Linked DNA regions of Sus scrofa: region 1 is linked to region 2. Evidence: chromatin contacts called from public Hi-C data. All regions are on one chromosome and are shown on one strand. The core of a region is the stretch at or near the end of the contact, and the rest is flanking DNA. Distances in the headings are between cores, read along the strand shown.

What was found. A called contact is a pair of places that touch in the nucleus more often than the background predicts.
Region 1: a contact with region 2 is called in a Hi-C map of epiblast stem cells, with 2.9 times the contacts expected there. The contact joins the promoter of SLC44A4 here to the promoter of PRRC2A in region 2. A contact is called at or near these places in 1 of 5 promoter capture datasets (fetal liver) and 1 of 47 Hi-C or Micro-C datasets (epiblast stem cells).

What each region holds. Positions count from the first base shown.
Region 1 is chr7:23,975,482-23,978,555 of Sscrofa11.1, reverse strand. SLC44A4 (solute carrier family 44 member 4) reads left to right here and starts at 1,326. Exons shown (of 21, transcript NM_001101818.1): 1 at 1,326-1,376. The coding sequence starts at 1,343. It overlaps EHMT2 (euchromatic histone lysine methyltransferase 2), which reads left to right. Exons shown (of 29, transcript NM_001101823.1): 28 at 1-41; 29 at 368-873. The coding sequence ends at 548.
Region 2 is chr7:23,740,662-23,743,630 of Sscrofa11.1, reverse strand. PRRC2A (proline rich coiled-coil 2A) reads right to left here and starts at 1,329. Exons shown (of 32, transcript NM_001114675.1): 1 at 1,177-1,329; 2 at 505-682. The coding sequence starts at 1,288.

The sequences.
Region 1 (3,074 bases), core at 77-2,576, 230 kb before region 2:
TTCTTCAGTTCACGAGACATCCGGACCGGGGAGGAGCTGGGGTGAGGCAGCCTGGGACGCGGCCATGGGTGTGGGAGGGGCAGCCGGCCCGGGACCAGAGCAGGAAGGCTGGAGAGTGCCTGCTCTCCAGGCACGGATTAGAGCAGAGCTTCTCTGAAACGGGCCATAAACAGAGTCCCAAGCCGCACAGGTTTTGAGTCAGTAGGTTTGGGATGAGGCCCAAGAGTCCTCATTCCTAACAAGCTCCTGGGCAGCGCTGGGGCTGTAGGTGCAGAGAGCATAGGAGGCCTCAGAGCCCCGCAGAAGATGGGGACAGATGCTTCGGAGTGGGTCTGGGTCCCACAGACCGCCTGTGCTCCCCTGACAGGTTTGACTATGGTGACCGCTTCTGGGACATCAAAAGCAAATATTTCACCTGCCAGTGTGGCTCTGAGAAGTGCAAGCACTCAGCGGAGGCCATCGCCCTGGAGCAGAGCCGCCTGGCCCGCCTGGACCCCCACCCCGAGCTGCTGCCCGAGCTCAGCTCCTTGCCCCCCGTCAACCCCTGAGAGTGGACCACACACACCCCTCCCTACCCCAGGACGGCCACCAACTCGGCAGCCACCTCTGCTACTTGCTGCCCACAGCCCACACCTGGGGGTGCCACAGTCTCCTGTCCCTGCACCCCTCCACACATTCCTCAGCCAGAGATCCCCGCCAGGCCCTGGAGGTCTGACAGCCCCTCTCTCCCAGAGCTGGTTCCTCCCTGGGAGAGTGACTTCAGGGCTGGCCACCCCCCTGTTCCCCATCCTTAGCTGAAGTTTGATGAATTGAAATTGGGGCCCTATGCTAACTGGTTTCCTTTGTTCTCAATAAATGTTGGGTTTGTAATAAGCCGAGGGGTTGCAGCCAGAGGGAACGTGGGTGCGAGGGGCAGGTGAGGATGGGAAGCAGGCCGGGCAGGTGTGCCTGGTGTGGCTGGTGCGGCTGGCCGCCCGGGGGAGGGGCAGGGGGTGACCGGGTGCAGGATCTCTGGTCAAGGCCAAATCTCATCTGGACACTTAATCTTTTGCGGGAGGGTGTGGGCGGGAGTGTACAACCAGTGAGGAAGTTGGCAAAATTGAGGAGGGTTTTCTTAGAGCGTGCGGGAGTCCTTCAGGTCGTGGTCCTTGAGGCCTGAGCAAGTAGCCTTGACCTGACCCCATCCCAGGCTCGCCTTCCAGCTCAGAGTCAAGTAGGAGGAACTAGAGTGTGTCAGGGACCACAGGCAGGGGTGGGGCTGTGACGTGCCAGAGGGAGGGCGGGGCAGGTGGCAGGTGAGCTGCCAGGTCTCCCAGGCTCCAATCACTCCGGAGACTGAGCCATGGGGGAAAAACAGGACCCAGACAAGGCCTACGGTGAGGCTGGGGCCAGGCTGGGATGGGGGCTCGGGCTCCAGTGAGGAAAGGGAGAGCTACACTGGGAATGGGGAGGGGGGCGCGGTGCTGGGGTCGCCCCAAGGAGTGGAGCTGAGGGGAGCCGTAGTCCCAGAGGGGAGGGACCAGGAAATGAGCTGATGGAAGAAGGTCCTGGGAGGAGGACGGGGTTCTGGGGCTGGGAGCCATGGCTGGGGAGCCTTCCCGGAGTGCATCTGGGGTCCCTGGGAGGAGGGGGTGCTATCAGCCCTGGACTCTGGTTCTCTGGAGGCAGGGCCCTGGGAAGCAGAGCCTGAACCGGAAGGAGGCAGGGACAGGGTCCTGAGGAGGGGAAAGGGCTCAGGCTGGGGGTGTCAGGTGCTGCAGAGCCTGGGAGGGGTGAGCTGGGGTCTAGGCAGCTGTCAGGAGAAGCAGCTGCGGTCCCCAAGAGGAGGAGGAGTTTCGGCCTGGACTCTGGGTCTCTGAGGGGACAGGGTGCTGGGGGTCCCTCTGAGGAGCTGGGGCTGCAGATCTTGGTGGAGAGGGGGCTGGGGGCCTGTCTCGAGGGTCTCTGTTAGGAGGGTGTACACAGAGGAATGGGGAGCAGCACCTGCTGAGGGTCCTCTGCAGGGTAAGGCCTCAGGAAAGGGAGCAGGGAGCCTGTCTCCAGAATCTGTGAGGAACAAGGCTGGGAGGCTGCCCAGGGGTCCCCAGGCCTGGGGTTGGGGGGCGGGAGTCTGAAGGGAGAGGACACTGGGACACCTGTGAGCATCGAAGGCTAGGGGGTTGCCTGCCGAGGCCCCCTGGGGTCTGGGGTTCTGAACTTCTCTCTGGAAAGAAGGGAACCCAAAGGAGGGGCCTCCCAGAAGCCTTCCTTGGTCCAAAGGGAATTAGGGGAGGGAGCAGTGAGGGCGCCTCGTAAGCTTCAGCTTCCCGGAGCGGCTTTGGGTCAATCATTGACATCATGTCCGAGAACCTTGGAGGGACAGAGTCCAGGGCACCAGGGACAATGGACCACACCCCATCCCAGCCCTCTGTCCTCCCTCCTCGATGCCCACAGGGGACCCTGGCTGCCTGGCCCCACCCCCTCTCTGTGTGTACTCAGGGAGGACCAGGAACAGGACGTGGCCCCAATCTCAACTGCCAGGCTCAGGTGTCACCGGGACTGCCCTCCCAGGGACTGACAGTAGCCTGGAGACCAGACCGAAGTCCTTTCGGGGTGGGGGTCTGCAGGGGCCCCTCCCCTCCCCGGGCCTTGGGGGAGTGGATGCCTTCGGTTCCAGTGTCTTTCCCCTTAGCTTGGGGCCGGGGGTAGAGGAAGGGGCTGGGGTCGATGCCGAAGGGGCTATGACCTCCCTGAAAAGCTCTGAATCTGCGCCCACAAGGATAGGGGTGTGAAAGCCACTGGGAAGGCTGAAGACAGCCCACACCCCAGCTGGAGGGAGACTCCGGAGCCAGGGTGGGGGAAGGAGATGAAGGCTATTTGCCTGGCGGCCTTGAGGTTCGAGCCATTAATGACCCATAAAGGCGGCCCTTTCCCCTCCCTCCAAGGCCGCCTGGCTGGAGTTCACAGTGAGCCGTGAGGCTGCTGACCAAGCTTTGATCCTAACGTTTCCTGTTCTCCTATTTCCCCTCCTCCCGGCCCTGCCCTAGTCCATCTCCCCCCAAACTCCTGAGGGCCAGGGAGGACCCCGGTGCATG
Region 2 (2,969 bases), core at 80-2,579:
CCATAAACTTGTCATCCATACCATAGGCTGTCATCTGTTCTTCAAGCTTTCTTTCTGTGTGAAAGCTAAAGGAACCATTCCTTAGTCATCTAACAGGAGTCTTTCAACAGGCAGAAGAGAGTCTTCCCTCTTTGTCTCTGACTCTCATGTGGCCAGGCCAGACCAAGCCCCAATTCATTCTGAAGTCCAAATACTCATGGTTTGTTTGGGGTTTTTCCCTGTCTTTCTAGGGCTGCATCTACAGCATATGGTAGTGCCCAAGCTAGGGGGGGAATCGAAGCTGCAGTTGCTGGTCTACACCACAGCCACATCAATGCCAGATCCGAGCAGCATCTGTAACCTACACCACAGCTCACGGCAACACCAGATCCTTAACCCACTGAGCCAGGCCAGGGATTGAACCCACATCCTCATGGATACTACTCAGGTTCGTTACCAGTGAGCCACAATAGGAACTCCAAAGTTAAAGTACTCCTTAACTCTAGGTCCCCCAAGCCTGTCTACCTCTTGGGGTCGGACTGCTCCTGTTTGCTTGCCCATCCTGTTCCGTCTTTCGGCACTAGTGAGACGTTGGGGTCATTGCCTTTGTTCTCGGCTTTCAGGCTTGGAAGGTTGGCTGGGGGTGGCATACGCCGAGCAATAGCAACTTTCCCGAGACTCTGCAGGCCATGGCGAGGGGCAACTGGAGAAAAGATGAAGGTGAAAAATGCTTCACACTGAAGATCTGAGCATCCTACCTCAGGCCCCATTTAGACATTCTCAATGTCTTATTATCAAAGTTCTCTCAGAAACCTTCCCTCTCTTTGTCCCCAGGTAATCTCCAAAATCCTATCAGGAAGGAAGGAAGGCAGAGATGCTTTACATTCAATACTTCTATGTAGGATGGTTGAACTAGAGCCTGCAGGGAGCAAGCTGGCCCCAGACGTCTCCAAGTCCATATTTCTTTGCCTCCAATTCTTACGTGTCCAAAGACAGGAAACCACAGACACGCCTTTGTAGGAGGGTACTGGTGTTCACCCAAAGTGCAATGTACCCCTACAGGACCCAAGATAAAGCTGGAAAGTCTCTAGTGTTCATCTAATGTTTTGATATAGGTTCCCTTCAAAGAGCTCTGAAACACACACCCCATTCATGCCCAGCCTCCAATAATTAGGAACATCTTTGCAGGACCCTCACCAGCGGGTTTCTGGATCTCTAAGGACTTGCCCTTATACGTATCAAACAGGTTGAGCGAGGAATACTTCTTTCCATCCTTCCCCTTGGCAGTCGGCCCCGAGCGATCGGACATTGCGCTGGAAGCTCATTGAGTACGTTGGGTCCTGCAGGCACCTCCCCCAAAACGTGCCGGAGCCTGTGGGCCAGACACCAAGTGTTTCCATCTCTGCTCCATTTAGAGACATCAACAAAAGCCTAGATGCACCCTTTCATTCTCATCAGGAGCTCAGATATATGGTCCTCGCTTATCTTTTCCTCTGGCCTATTCAAATACCCCAGGTCTTTTTAAGCAATCACGATCAACTGAGCTCCCAACAGAGCCCAAATGCCATGTTCCCTCTTCCCCCCAAGGCACCTCTTGCCAAGAAAACCCAAATAAAAATCCAGTATTTTCCTAATATAAACTCTCTCCTCTTTGTGCCACTTTATAAAGGGTAGCATCCTTTTTATTATCCCCACAAGTAATAAGCTCTTCTCTCTCCACCAAAATCATTTCGTAGACCTACAATAAAAAAAAGAAAAAAAAAAAAGGCAAACCCAAGGCCTAGAAAAAACCAGAGACCTACAACTCCATCATGTAAGGAACAAAGCTTTAGATCTCCTACTTGACACCAGCTTCCTAACTGTGCCCCAGGTTCCATTCCCAGAAGCCTCACTCCCATTTGGGGAGCTTCGCAGGAAGGTATGCCAGGAGTTAAGGATTTTATGAGCTTGCTCAGCCAGACTGGGGGCTGGTGCCATAGAACTCCTCAGGGAACAATTGGGGCTCTACACTCCCAAGCTATACAGAACCAAGTACTTGGGATATACCATTTCCTACACTTGCCCCATCCCAGCTCCGGAAAAAAAAAATCTGTCTCCACATGAAGTACTGGTGGGCTCTGGTTTACCCTATGAAGATGTGAAAAAAAACAAAGCATTATGGATCCAACTCAAGCACATCAGGTAACCATGGAGCCAAGGCCAGAACCAACTTCATTTTCCTATCCCCAGTAAAAACGCCCATCGGTAGTCTTCTCTTTCCCTAATACCCCCTGCTCCCCAGGTAGGCCAAACTCTGCATCAGCAGTCAGTTCCTGAGTGTCCAGGCATTCATTTACAGAGAATGGTGCAAAGGAAAGAAATGGGGGTTGGTGGGATATCCATACAGTACCAGGATGAAAACTGAAATCAAGAACTTTAAGACAAGTTAAATGAGGAGATGGGGATTGCTTGGTAAGTATTTAAGAAGACCAGTCTGAAAATAAATTTATGAGAAAAAGGGGGAAGAGATGAATTGCGGAGTGAAGAGATTAAAGCTAATAAAGAGAATAAGAAAGCAAGTGGAAAATAATACATGTTAAGCAAGATGGATAGGAAAAGGGTGCAGACCACAGTAAGGGGGCAATGTAAAGAGAACTAGAAGAAATGGGGATTGAAATAGAAAGGAGGTGATGGGGAATAGCAAAAATGAAAAACGCAGAGAGGAGATTGAGGAACGTAGAAAGCACAGATGCAGGATAAAAGCAGGGTTCTAGAGTGGGAGTGACCTGACGCGAAGTGGGGCGTCAAGAACGAGGGACCCTAGCGCTGGGTGATGGGAGGGGGTCCACTATGGAGGACAGTCTTGAAGAGAACGGTCAGGCATAGCCCACCCCAGACCGGAGGCTGGAAAGGGGGCCCACAAATAGGGGTGAGAGGCTAAGACCGCAAAGGAGGGTGAGGAGTTACGGCCCAGGAGGGGAAGGTCGCCCAAAGAAGCCAGGAAGGTGGGT